2 separate regions of the Sus scrofa genome follow, and region 2 is linked to region 1. The links are chromatin contacts, called in public Hi-C maps. All regions are on one chromosome and are shown on one strand. Each heading gives the region's core, a stretch centred on a gene start, on an enhancer-like site or on the middle of the called end of the contact. The rest is flanking DNA. Distances are from core to core; before and after follow the strand shown.

Region 1 (6,934 bases), core at 2,478-4,977:
TCAAAGAAGAAGCCAGCTTTTAACAGTCCCCTGCCTTAATAAGAGGTGTCAGATCTCCTGTTAAGATGTGAAAGCTTCAGAATGCTGCTGTGAACACCATTTCAGAGCCCATGGTATGGTTCAGGAATTAAGATCCTTGGAGAAGCTATGGAGGGAGATCCTAAATCACAAAGCTTTGCTGTTGACAGCTTTCAACTTAAATCTGTAAATCTGTGTATTAAGTCAACCTGTGTATCAAAAATGCCAAAATGCTGCATCTGGTTAAGTGGAGGAAGAAAAGTTTGCTTTATCTGCCTTGTTTACTCACCCTGCCCTGTAATGCCTGTAATCATGAAGATGGAATAAATTGTAATATTCGTTTCTACCATCATTTGCCCCTGGAACTCAGTGCACCTTACGGAACATCTATGGCTCTGTAACTGCACATATTTCATACATACACTGGGAGGGGGGAGGAGCTTATATGTTTTATAACTTAAAAGTGAAGATTTATCTAAGCTAGGTAGGTAGTACGGTATAGCAACTGGAAACCTCACTGATATACTACAGTATCTCCTTAAAATGTTTACGTAATTGCACCTAAAAAAAACTGTCAGGTTCAGTTTTTTTACATGTGCCCAGGTAGTATGAAACCTGATTTACAGAAGGCCTAGATTCTATTATCCCCTTTCCACTTTACCAATTAATAACTTCATATTTAATGTGACCAGGTCCTTAATGTCATTGCAATACACTCTGCATTTACATTCTGAGGTTAAGGTCCATTATATGGAAGATACTTGGAACTCCTCTGAGGGAGGCCAGGCAGCAAGATGAAGTCCTGAACTAAGCCTGGCTACAAGCCAGTCAAAACTTTGTAGCCTCTTGAATCTTATAAAACTGTTTTGAAAGTAAAACAAATTTTACTGTAACTGCCACTGAGGGATAAAATTTTCCTGATTGTTCCTCATACTATTTTGACTTTACCCTACCCATAAAGTGACTCCAACTATTTCAGCTACTTCTAAAATTTTGAAGAGGAAATCCTAATTGCTCTTTTCAGGTGATTTTATAACTATTACTATTGTTTCTTCTAATTCTTATGGCTACAGTAAGGTTTTAATTACAGAAACAAACAAAGCCAGTACTATATGCAGAAATGCGTCATACTGCCTTTATTTCTCCAAAAGTTTCTGACCCTTCCAGCCTTCAGGATGCTAAGAGATAACCTAAGATGAGAGCCTGACACTTTTTGGAGAAAACTATGTGCCTTTAGGGATTATTCCTTAGCAAATGCTGGTGTCTCTGCCACCCAAAGTCTGCCAGGACCCCAATTTGGCCTTTAATTAGCTCCACATGTGGTCTCTGCTTTACCCACCGTAGGCAGAAGAAACCAAAGACTGACTTGTTACAAACATTGTTATTCAAAAGTCTGAACTGGACCTGACTAAAGAGTAGCCACAGACCTTCACTGAAAAAACAGAGATAACATTACTGCTAATTTCTGAGGGAAAAACACCACCAAAGAATGCAACTCTCAGCTCATGACTTAGGTTATTTATTTAAGCCATCTCTTGCCATAAGCAAAGGTGTGGAAGATCAGTATAATGGTCATCACTGGATACAAGGTAAGCCTAAGGTCCCATATACTTTTCTGGTTCATGGGTGCAGAGTAATGGTCCAAACCAGTGCTGTGGTCCCCACTGGGTAGTGGTCCAGGTTCTCTTTATTCATCTTCATAGCCAGTTGGAAGTGGGTTCACATGAGGGTTATGGAATAGGGTATGGTTACCGTCTCCCCAGGGAAAGGGCTGTGGAGTGAAGACGTCAATTAGGCAATTCCAGAAAAGTTTAGAACCAGCACTGCCATGAACTACTTAAAATAAGGAAAGCAACAGATAATACACAAAAACAAAATGGAAATTAGTTCTTTAACTACTGGCATAGTTCAGTCCTCCAGTAACTTAAGGGAGCTCTTATAAATTCCAGGGAGCCCACAAAATAGTAGGGAAAAGCAAGCTCAAGTTCACTACTCATAAGCCTCTGATAACTGTACATCAGCGCTGTGTTTCTGAAAATGCAATCATTCCATCACCTGTATCAGAATGGTAGAGGTGGGTATAGGGGAGGAGATGTTCACTTGAATGAGGATTTCTGGACTTGAAACCAATCTCTGGATTGGAAACTGCAAACTACCCTGTTATTTTGCATGCTACTTTTGAAAAGCATTGCTCTAGGGCAGAGGTTTCCAATCTGGAATGATTTTGCCCCTCTGGAGACACAGGCCAGTATCTCCGGGAGACTGGAGGTGGTGGGGGATACCATTGGCACCTAGTGGATGGAGATCAAGGATGCTGTTAAACATCCTGTAACTCACAGCAGAGCCCCTTGCCCCCAAAAGAATTATCTGGTACCAAATGTCAATAACACTGAGGTTAAGAAACCTTGCTGTATGGCTTCTAAGTCTATTGTACAAGAGTGGGAGTGGTGCTCAAAGACAGTGCTCTTGTTAAAAATACAGCAAGTAATGTAAAATACATTATTACACCTACATTGACAGCCAAAAGATGAAACAGTTGGGATGATAACTAGCGTAAAGGAGAGGAACAGAAGCTCAGTCTCTTCCTTATACAGCTAGTAAATGTCAGATGCCCAGGTCTTAGAGAAATGAACCCGGGGAGTTCCCGTTGTGGCGCAGTGGTTAACGAATCCGACTAGGAACCATGAGGTTGCGGGTTCGATCCCTGCCCTTGCTCAGTGGGTCAAGGTTCAGGCGTTGCCGTGAGCTGTGGTGTAGGTCGCAGACGCGGCTCGGATCCTGCGTTGCTGTGGCTCTGGCGTAGGCTGGCGGCTACACCTCCGATTAGACCCCTAGCCCGGGAACCTCCATATGCCGCAGGAGCGGTTCAAGAGATGGCAAAAAGACAAACAAAACAAAACAAAACAAAAAAAAGAAATGAACCCCCTTCTGACGTTGCCAGTCTAAGGGAGTTTCCCAAACCTCCAAGTTTTGCACAACGGACAGTTGTTTCAGAACAGTATCAGAAGGCAAAGGGTGGGATGACTCGGAAAAAGGAAAACCGAAGGGCATCTACCGTATGACCTTGAAGAAAACTGAGCCGTGAACCCCCGCCCCCCCAGTCTCAAGTTATCCTTCTGTAAAACTGGAGAAAATTCTGTTTGAAAAAAATAATAATAAACGACAATGTGTTTGAGAGGATTAAATGAGAAACTCTACACGCCCAACACCCACGCTTTTAGAGAATGAAGAACTAGGCCTAAGGGCTTTGGAATAAGAGGTGAAGAGACTGCAAGGGGTACCTTGGACCTGATGCGAAGATGGGGGTAGGGGACGAACTCGGGTCTCTCCTCCTCTGCGTGGTGCGACTTCAGGAAGACGTTCAGCATGCTCACTCCCACCCCGGGGAGTGCCACGAAATAGGTGAGGGTCTTCCACATGCGAGCTGCAAAGGGGGCACGACCACTCAGGCCTGGAGGGGACCCGCCCTGAGTCTCACCTCCCTCCCTCAAGGCCTCAAGCCAAGGTCATAGACCCGCCGCTCTTCGCTCGAGTGGGGCTGAGGCCCGCTCCGCGACCCCAGTACCAGTACCTGAGCCCTCCTCGCCATGGGCACTACTCGACATAGGCCGCCTCAGCTGCAGCTGGGAACGACGTAGCAGCCCAGACACCCTGGACCCAGCAGCTGCCGCCATTTTCGACCTAGATCACTTCGGCGCCGGAAGCGGAAGCAGAAAGAAGGGCTGGGGGGCGGGACCACAACCTCAAAAGGAAGTTCCTATTGGGCGGTGCCTAGTCCCAAAGAGCCTGCGCACTGTCCTCCGAGCCCAGAGTCCTTGTCCGAAAGCAGCCAGCCGCGGGGTTCGAGGGAGCATGTAGTCTGTACTCCTGAGAGTATCTGGTTTCTCCCCACCATCAGCACACGGGTGAGGTCAAGAGCAAAAGAAAGCTTTGCTGGGCACACTCTGGCATCCTAGATCGCTCCCTTCAATGAAATCCGTGCACAGTAACTGGAGATTCCTAGCACAAATCACCCTATCTAAAATGCCATTTCCAGAATTCCCTCTGTGGAACAATGGGATCAGCGGCGTCTTGGGAGCGCTGGGAGACAGGTTCGATCCCTGGCAGAGCATTGTGGGTTAAGGATCCGGCGTTGCCACAGCTGCGGCTTAGGTCACAGCTGCCGCTCGGATCTGATCTCTGGCCTGGGAACTCCAAATGCCACGGAGCAGCCAAAAAAAACCAATTCCATTTCCCCTCCTCCCCATCCTCTCTGACTCTGCCCTGTTTTTTTCGGGGCACTTGGACAAAATAATTGTCATATCTTTATTTTGTCGGCATCACAGATTTTATATTCTATTAGGGAGGACAAAGATTTTGCCGTTGCAGCATTCGCAGACTCAGGAATCCTGTCTAGCCAGTAGCATGTGCTCAACACAAGTTTGTTGAATGAATGAATGAGTGTGTGAATGAACAAATAGCAACGGGAAGAAAAAATTGTCATCTGTTATAGCTGATCTCTACAATTCTTTCCCACTCTTTTTTCTTCCTTCTACTCATTTAAAAGCAGTTTTACAAATAAAGATTTTAAATAGATACATAAGATAAAGTGAAGATCATCTTTTTCTTTGTTTGTTTGCTTGCTTTTTAGGGCCGAAACCGCAGTATATGGAGGTTCCCAGGCTAGGGGTCAAATCAGAGCTACAACTGCCAGCCTACACCACAGCCACAGCAATGCAGGATCTGAGTCTCGGCTGCGACCTGCACCGCAGCTCACATTGACGCCCGATCCTTAACCAACTGAGTGAGGCCAGGGGTGGAACCCTCCATCTCATGGTTACTAGTTGGATTTGTTTCTGCTGTGCCACAACGGGAACTCTGAAGGTAAACTTTTTGACCACAGGCTCTTTTAAGATTATGATGAAAGCTATGAATCCTTTTCCTTCTAAGAACACAGAGTTTAAGCACACAGTGTTGGGAGAAGAAGGCACTAGAAAGTACATCCACGGCCCCTCTAAGAGTCCTGTGCCCCAGATTAAGAATCCCTATATAGAGTATTAGACAGGGACTCTGGCACTGGAAGACTGGGTTCACGTTTTGTTTCTTTCCCTTACAGCCTGTATGACCTTGAGCAAGTTAGATAAAATGAATGCTTTGAGGTTCTCCGGTTTCACAAAAACAAAAATTGGGATCATATTACTAAAGCTTCACAATCTGGTCTTTCATTCTCTGAGTAGCCTGGGTTTTTGCATGTTATGGTGTAATTAGAATAGTCAAATCCCTAGGCATCCTCGAACACAGCCAAAGAGGCTGTGAGGCCCCACAATGTAGCTATGGAAATGGTCCAAGCTCGAGGATCAGGAAATCCTGAGTCCAAATCTGGTCTGCCCCCAGTTGTTCCTCCTCTCTTAATGGGAATATAGTATGCACTTATTCATCCCTTTATCCAACAAATAATAATTTATTAAGAATATCTCCACCTGGAGAAGTTACTCAACCGCTATCCATAATAATAATGATGGTTCATTTAATAAATATTAATGATGGTGGCTACTGTGTGCCAGGTGTATACAGTAGTATCCAAGAACTAGAAGCTCTCTCATGAAATGTATAATTCAGTGGTAGAGACAGGATTAAGTGAAAAATATCCAATGCCTGTAATATGTTAAAAACTCAACAAATGTTTTCTTTCCCAAAGGACTTTCATACATCTTACAGGGTGGTATTGCTCATTAAAGATTCTGTCTGTCACAGTACATACTTAGGCATGATGCCTATGATGTTATTGCCAGGTATGCACAACATTTGCAAAGCCTTGGGTGACTGCATTTAGACAGCCCAGGAAACCAAAATCATCAATAGAAAGAATAGCTAATATTTACTGAGCACTTATTTCATGCCCGTATCTATGCTAAGCACTTTACATAAACTGTTTTCCTCACCTCAGTAAACGGCCACTCCATTCAAGTTAAACACTTTGGAATCATCTTTTTTTTTTTTTGTCTTTTTTTTTTGCTATTTCTTTGGGCCGCACCCATGGCATATGGAGGTTCCCAGGCTAGGGGTCCAATCGGAGCTGTAGCCACTGGCCTACGCCAGAGCCACAGCAACGTGGGATCCGAGCCACGTCTGCAACCTACACCACAGCTCATGGCAACGCCGGATCGTTAACCCGCTGAGCAAGGGCAGGGACCGAACCCGCAACCTCATGGTTCCTAGTCGGATTCGTTAACCACTTCGCCACGACGGGAACTCCTGGAATCATCTTTGATCTCTTTCTCTTTCTCTCTCTCTCTCTCTCTCTCTCTCTCTCTCTCACACACACACACACACACACACACACACACACACACACACATTTTATATCCAATCCATTAACAAATCTTGCTAGCTCTTCCTTCAGGCATATCCAGAATCTGACCACTTCTTACTACCTACTGCTACCAATTTAATCAAAAGCATTCTCATTTCTCACCTGAACTATTGCAACAGCCTCCTAGCTGGTCTCCCTGCTACCTGGCCCTTTTACAGTCTTCTTACATGACAGCCATGGAAGCCAGAAGGATACCTTAAAACCTGTCGGATCATCTTCCTCCTCTGCTCAAAATCCTCCAGTGGCTCCCATCTCACTCAGAATAAATGTCAAAGTCCTGGGAGTTCCCGTCATGGCTCAGTGGTTAACGAATCCGACTAGGAACCATGAGGTTGCAGGTTTGATCCCTGGCTTTGCTCAGTGGGTTAAGGATCCGGCGTTGCCGTGAGCTGTGGTATAGGTTGCAGACATGGCTCGAATCTGGCATTGCTGTGGCTGTGGTGCAGGCTGGGAGCTGTAGCTCCGATTTGACCCGTAGCCTGGGAACCTCCATATGCCGCAGGTGTGGCCCTAGAAAAGACCAAAAAAAACAAAGTCCTTACAGTGGGCTGCCAGGTCCTTCAT
Region 2 (6,934 bases), core at 1,559-4,058, 180 kb after region 1:
ATTGATATACTACAATTAGAGACAGTGTATCACTGGATCCAGGATGTCCTTGGGAAATTACTATGCTAGTATGTATGTACTTGGAAAAGTGCATTTGGAGGGAGACAGCCTCAGGGTTTGGAAGGGACTGTATGGTATAGTGAGGCCCAGGAGCTTTGAACTTCCTCCTAGATTTCAGTTCTGAAGCCATCACTAACTTCTTGTTAGTGAATTTTCTTGTTGATAATACCGATATACTAATACTGTCCCTCCTCAGGGAGCTGTTGCAAAGATTAACGGCCATAATGTGCACAAAGTACTTAGCACAGTGCTGAGCATGCAGTAATACATTGTCACTAAAAACAGATCTTAGCAGTAATGGACTCCAGCACTCCTCTAAACAGGCTCATTATCAAAAGCACTGGGAAGCTTGAAAACACCATATGGAGAGTTCTCACTTGGTCAAATAAAAAGGGTGGAGATAAGATGAAGACACCTTTCTGCCCTAGGACCTAAGCACATTCATTAAAAACATATTTATTGGGGCGTTTCCATTGTGCAGCGGAAACAAATCTGACTAGGAACCATGCAGTTGCAGGTTCAATCCCAGGCCTTGCTCAGTGGATTAAGGATCCGGCATTGCCATGAGCTATGGTCATAGATGTGGCTTGGATCTGGCGTTGCTGTGGCTGTGGTGTAGGCCTGCAGCTGTAGCTCCGATTAGACCTCTATGCTATGGGTGAGGCCCTAAAAAGCAAAAAACAAACAAACAAACATACAAGCAAAACCACCTCCCCACCCCCCCAAAAAACCAACATATTTATTGGGAATTCTCTTGTGGCAGGACAGGTTAAGGATCCGGCATTGTCACTGCAGCAGCTGCAGGGATTGCTGCTGTGGCGCAGGTTCGATCCCTGACCCAGGGAATTTCCATGTGCTTGCAGCCAAAAAAAAAAAAAAAAAAATTATTGATACAGGTACAATTTTTCAAATAAGTGTTGAATGATGAATAAAATAAGCTGACATCCGGGAGTTCCTGTTGGGGCTCAGTGGTAACGAACCTGACTAGTAACCATGAGGATGAGGGTTTGTTCCCTGGCCTTGCTAAGTGGGTTAAGGATCCAGCATTGCCGTGAGCTATGGTGTAGGTTACAGACATGGCTCAGATCCCGTGTTGCTGTGGCTGTGGCACAGGCCAGCAGCTACAGCTCCAATTCCACCCCTAGCCTGGGAATTTCCACATGCAGCCCCCTGGCCCTAAAAAAAAAAAAAAAATTAAAAAATTAAAAAATTAGGAGTTCCTGTTGTGGCTCAGTGGTTAATGAATCAGACTAGGATCCATGAGGTTGTGGGTTCGATCCCTGGCCTTGCTCAGTGGGTTAAGGATCTGGCGCTGCCATGAGCTGTGGTGTAGGTGGCAGACACCGCTCAGATGCCGTGTTGGTGTGGTTGTGGTGTAGGCCAGTGGCTACAGTGCCCATTAGACCCCTAGCCTGGGAACCTCTGTATGCCCTGGGTGCGGCCCTGGAAAAAGACAAAAAGACAAAAAAATTTTTTTAAATTAAAAAATTAAAAAATAAGCTGACATCCACAGTGATTTCCTCCTACATTCCAGGAATTGTGTTGTCCTAACACATATCTCGCAGTAATCCTCATAACAGTTCTAGAATGTGAATACTATTATCTCCATTTTACAGATAAAGAAACAGAGTCAGCAAGGTGAAATCGCTTCCTGAGATGACACAACCAGCAAGTGGCAGAACAAGAATATGGATCCAGGTTATCTGATTGCAAACCCTGCATTCTTTTCTTCAACAAATATTTAGCATATGCCTATTATGCCAGGTATAAGGCAAAAATAGAGACACGAAACAATGTAACAAATTATATAGTGTGCTGTGTAAGTGCTATAGGAACAGAGGAAAGAGGGAGTGGAAGTGGGTTTTCTTTTTTTTGTCTTTTCTAGGGCGTGCAGCATATGGAGGTTCCCTGGCTAGGGGTCGAATCGGAGCTGCAGCCAGCAGCCTACGCCAGAGCCACAGCAACGCGGGATGCGAACCGCGTCTGCGACCTACACCACAGCTCTAGGCAACGCGGGATCTTTAACTCACTGACGGAGTGCAGGGATCAAACCCGCACTCGAATGCGGGTTTCTAGTCGAATTCGTTAACCATGAGCCACGACGGGAACTCCATATTATTATTTTCCTTTTAGGGGTGGAATGGGGAGCTGCAGCTGCGGATTCGAGCCGCATCTGTGACCTACGCTGCAGCTTGCTGCAAAGCCGGATCCTTAACCCACTGAGCGAGGCCAGGGATGGAACCGGCATCCTCACGGAGATTACGTCTGGTCTTTAACCCGTAGAACCATAATGGAAACTCTGAGACTTAGGTTTTAAAGCATCCCTTTGTTTCCAAAGAGCGAAGAACTGTAGAAGAAACAAGAAACCATTCTGCTTCTCAACCATGTACAATTATTTCTCAGCTCCACGTCATACTCTTCAGCTTGCGACTTGGCCAGGTGACAGAAGGAAACGTGGACTCAGGTCACAAACTCTAGCTTCTCTACACGAGAACAGCTCCAGCCCAGCAGAGGGAAGCACCTCTGAGAAACCTCCTTCCACACACAGCAGTGCTTTCTTTAGCTACCGTGTTTAAAGGCAGCGTCCCGTTGGCTGGAGTGGCAGCGATACCATCCAATGGCTGCATAGATCAACCCAGCTTCTCCAGACAGACGTTGAAGCCAGCCAATAGGCGGGGGCGCTGTCTGCGGCTTTGGATTGGCTGTTTTGTTCACATATAAAAGACTCGCGCCGGCGTACAGCCCTCCTCTCGCCAGGCGTCCTCGTGTGAGGTCTGTTCGTCCGCTGTGGTAGCGTAGGGGACTGGCGGCGGGAGAAATGAGGCTTTCGGGTATATTTTCGGGGGCCGCGGGGTCCAGGCCTCTCTGGCCTGGGGCTCCGCTGGCGGCAAGTCCAGGGCCCGTTCGGGCCGCCGGGCGCGGGAGAGTGGTCTCCTCCCCTAGGCCTCGGGTTTGGAGCCCGCCGCTCCGTGGGGACGCGTGTTGGAGTATGCTGAATTTTCTCTCTTTTTTCTCAGTGACATCGTCTTTAAACCCTGCGTGGCAATCCCTGACGCACCGCCGTGATGCCCAGGGAAGACAGGGCGACCTGGAAGTCCAACTACTTCCTTAAGATAATCGTAAGTGCGGGGTAGGTCTCGGCCGCCCACTGTGGTGCCTTGCCCGGGGCAGTAATAGGGACAACCAGCGGCCAGGTGCTGAGTGCCTGCAGGTGGCCAACCATCAAATTAGGTCGTTTTAGGCAAGTCTTCTTTAATCTTAATAATTTCCTGAGGTCAGCGTTCCTCTGCTTCCTTGTGTTGCAGATAAACAGGCTCAGGCAGGTTAAATGGCTCTTAAGAGTACTTCTAAAGATCTCTGGTCATACTTTTACTTTTTTGTATCCATCTTTGGGGAAGTCTGAGGCACTGAATGATTCATTATAAAGAGGCAAGTTGCTGCAGATTTAGATCCTGTCAAGAAACTAATTCAGTGAATGTTTTCTTTTGGGTGGCCTTGAGGTGGGTCTTCGCTGCCCAGAATTGTTGATCATCAGGTCATGCTGCTCTTTAGGCGTTAGGCAGCTTTGTGGACCTTAGTCCATTATGTTTTCCATTTTTCATGATTTTGAGACAAAAAACTTAAAGGAATTTTTCAATGATCCATACTTGAAACCTAAATTCTACAAGTAATGTTTTGCTGTGTTTGCCTTACTTTGTATTTTCAAAACTGGGTTTTGTTAATGCAGCCATTTTAGTGGATCAGAAACATGCCTTAATTGAGAAAAATTAAGAATGGAAGCTACAATTAAACCTTTGGGTTGAATGTAGAAACATGATCTTACCATTCATACCCCACAAGCAAATCTTAGGCAAATCTGGCTCTCACAGCTCAGGTGCCTGCTAGTAGGAGGAATTGTCTTAACCTCAGACATTTGAAAAGCATAAAAAGGAGTGAGTGAAACGGAAACTTGAGATTGTGGGATTTGGTTTTTCTTGATCCTTTCTTTTTCCTTCTGTTAACATTGCTCGTGTCTGGCTTGTTTGGGCAGCAACTTCTGGATGATTATCCGAAATGCTTCATTGTGGGAGCAGACAATGTGGGCTCCAAGCAGATGCAGCAGATCCGCATGTCTCTCCGCGGGAAAGCCGTGGTGCTGATGGGCAAGAACACCATGATGCGCAAGGCCATCCGAGGGCACCTGGAAAACAACCCAGCCCTGGAGAAGTCAGTCATTCCTCCTGGGCATCTTTGTCCATCCTTCTCCCTTTTCCTGGAGAAGAATGGTGCTCAAAGTTAACCGTCTCTTGTAAACTTCTCTTTGCAGACTGTTGCCTCACATCCGGGGGAACGTGGGCTTTGTGTTCACCAAGGAGGACCTCACTGAGATCAGGGACATGCTGCTGGCCAATAAGGTGAGGGGAGAATCAGCTTGGCTGAAGAGGCCTTATCATTAATTTTGGCTCCTTAAAAGCAAGAAAAAAAGAAGACAATCTTTTTCAGGTTGTAGCTGTGGAAAGAAGTTTTCTCATTGTTTGTCCTTTTTGTTCAGGTGCCAGCTGCCGCCCGTGCTGGTGCCATAGCCCCATGCGAAGTCACTGTACCTGCCCAGAACACTGGTCTGGGGCCTGAGAAGACCTCCTTCTTCCAGGCTTTAGGCATCACCACTAAAATCTCCAGGGGCACCATTGAAATCCTGGTGAGTGGGCCTGGCTTGGCCTGTGCCAGCCAGGCAGGTGGCGGGGGCTTGGTTGCTGTGGACCTGCTGGATGTCTGGGTTAACTGTCACCTACCTTGTTTTTCAGAGTGATGTGCAGCTGATTAAGACTGGAGACAAAGTGGGAGCCAGTGAAGCCACGTTGCTGAACATGTTGAACATCTCCCCCTTCTCCTTTGGGCTGATCATCCAGCAGGTGTTTGACAATGGCAGCATCTACAACCCTGAAGTGCTTGACATCACCGAGGAAACTCTGCATTCTCGCTTCCTGGAGGTACAGGCTGTCCATCCCAGGCCTTTCATTTTTTTTTTTTTTTTTTTTTCTTTTTAGGGCTGCACTCGCACCATACGGAGGTTTCCAGGCTAGGGGTCTAAACGGAGCTACAGCTGCCGGCCTATGCCACAGCCACAGCAACACCAGATCCGAGCCATGTCTGCAACCTACATCACAGCTCACAGCAACGCCAGATCCTTAACCCACTGAGCGCGGCCACGAATTAAACCCACAACCTCGTGGTTCCTAGTCAGATTCCTTTCTGCTAAGCCATGATAAGAACTCCTCCAGGACTTTCTTATATTAATAGTTGAGAGCATATCTAGCTTCAGAGGGAATCCTGGCCATGCGGCTGACTTGCAGTATAATAATCAAAGACAGTTTAATCTCTTATCTCAGTTTCCTCATCTGTAAAATGGCAAGAACAGTATAAAATTGATGAAGGATTTAACAAATTAATGAGTATACAGTGCTGGGCACACAGTAAGGGCTGTTATGCTAGGGCCTGTAATAAGACATGAGATTTCGAATAGAGTCAATCAGTGAAAGGAAGAATGAGAAAAATGAGGTAGTTAATGGATGAATGTTGTCAAGTACCCCGTCTTGGGAGGATAGGGACTCTTCCAGGGATAGTCTTGCTTATTTTTGCTGCTAATACACCTTTTTTTTTTTTTAAACTTTTTAGGGCTGCACCCACAGCATATGGAGGTTCCCAGGCTAGGGGTCTAATCAGAGCTACAACTGCCAGCCTACACCACAGCTCACGGCAGCGTCAGATCCTTAACCCCTGAGCGAGGCCAGGGATCAAACCCGCAACCTCATGGCTCCTAGTCTGATTTGTTTCTGCTGCGTTATGATGGGAACTCTCATATCTTCTAGTTTTAAGGTGATAGGAGATATAATTCATTTTTTTCTTAGGCAAATGAAACATTGCCATTATAAACACTCTATAAACACCAACTGGTTTTTGGAAATCTCTCTAGTAGATGAAATTCATGTTTGCAATTTAATGTGTTTTCTCTCTTTGGAACGCAAGTTAATACTTTATATTTTCACAAAGTAGTGGCTTTTGAAGTAAGTGTGATTCTTATGGTAAAGGAAATGTCCATGTTGAGAATAAGAGCAAAAAGCATTTTGAAGTTACTGAGTCTGAATTTCCCTGCCAGAAGCATTTGTTGGAGGTGAGGTGTCCTATGTGAGGCTAAGATGCTAACCTAGCAAGTCTTATTTGCTGTTGAGTTTGGACTTTGTTGTCTCTATGACATTCCATTTAAAGTGTGATTTTTTTTTTTCCCCCTCCCTTTCCTTCCATAGGGTGTCCGCAATGTTGCCAGCGTATGTCTGCAGATTGGTTACCCAACTGTTGCATCTGTACCCCATTCTATCATCAATGGGTACAAGCGGGTCCTGGCTTTGTCTGTGGAAACTGATTACACCTTCCCACTTGCTGAAAAGGTAAAAAGAATCCACCAGGACCACAGTAGAGCTGACAGCAGGAGGATAAATAGCTGTCTGCTGAGTTAATGCTTTTGTGTAGCAGATTTTTAATTTTTGTTTTTTGTCTTTCTGTCTTTTTAGGGTCACACTCGCAGCATATGGAGGTTCTCAAGCTAGGGGTCTAATCCAAGCTGTAGCTGCTGGCCTATGCCACAGCCATAGCAATGCAGGATCCAAGCCACATCTGCAACCTACACCACTGCTCACAGCAATGCCATATCCTTAACTCACTGAGTGAGGCGAGGGATCGAACCCACAACCTCATGGTTCCTAGTCAATTCATTTCCGCTACATCACAAAAGGAACTCCCCAGATTTTTAAGAGTATAGTTCCTCAATACCTGAGGGGAATTAATCCCCCCCATACCAGAATCCACTAGTGTTAAGTCCTTTATATAAAACGATGTA

Evidence for each region. Hi-C and Micro-C count contacts between places; a contact is called where the count stands out from the background.
Region 2: a contact with region 1 is called in a Hi-C map of liver, with 5 times the contacts expected there. The contact joins the promoter of RPLP0 here to the promoter of COX6A1 in region 1. A contact is called at or near these places in 13 of 47 Hi-C or Micro-C datasets (alveolar macrophages, blood, embryonic fibroblasts and 7 more).

What each region holds. Positions count from the first base shown.
Region 1 is chr14:40,405,393-40,412,326 of Sscrofa11.1, reverse strand. COX6A1 (cytochrome c oxidase subunit VIa polypeptide 1) reads right to left here and starts at 3,727. Exons shown (of 3, transcript NM_001190221.1): 1 at 3,590-3,727; 2 at 3,300-3,442; 3 at 1,517-1,789. The coding sequence starts at 3,692. The coding sequence ends at 1,706. It overlaps TRIAP1 (TP53-regulated inhibitor of apoptosis 1), which reads left to right. Exons shown (of 2, transcript XM_021072517.1): 2 at 1-370.
Region 2 is chr14:40,219,817-40,226,750 of Sscrofa11.1, reverse strand. RPLP0 (ribosomal phosphoprotein large PO subunit) reads left to right here and starts at 2,808. Exons shown (of 8, transcript NM_001098598.1): 1 at 2,808-2,832; 2 at 3,078-3,179; 3 at 4,091-4,266; 4 at 4,367-4,454; 5 at 4,592-4,738; 6 at 4,845-5,030; 7 at 6,345-6,485. The coding sequence starts at 3,126.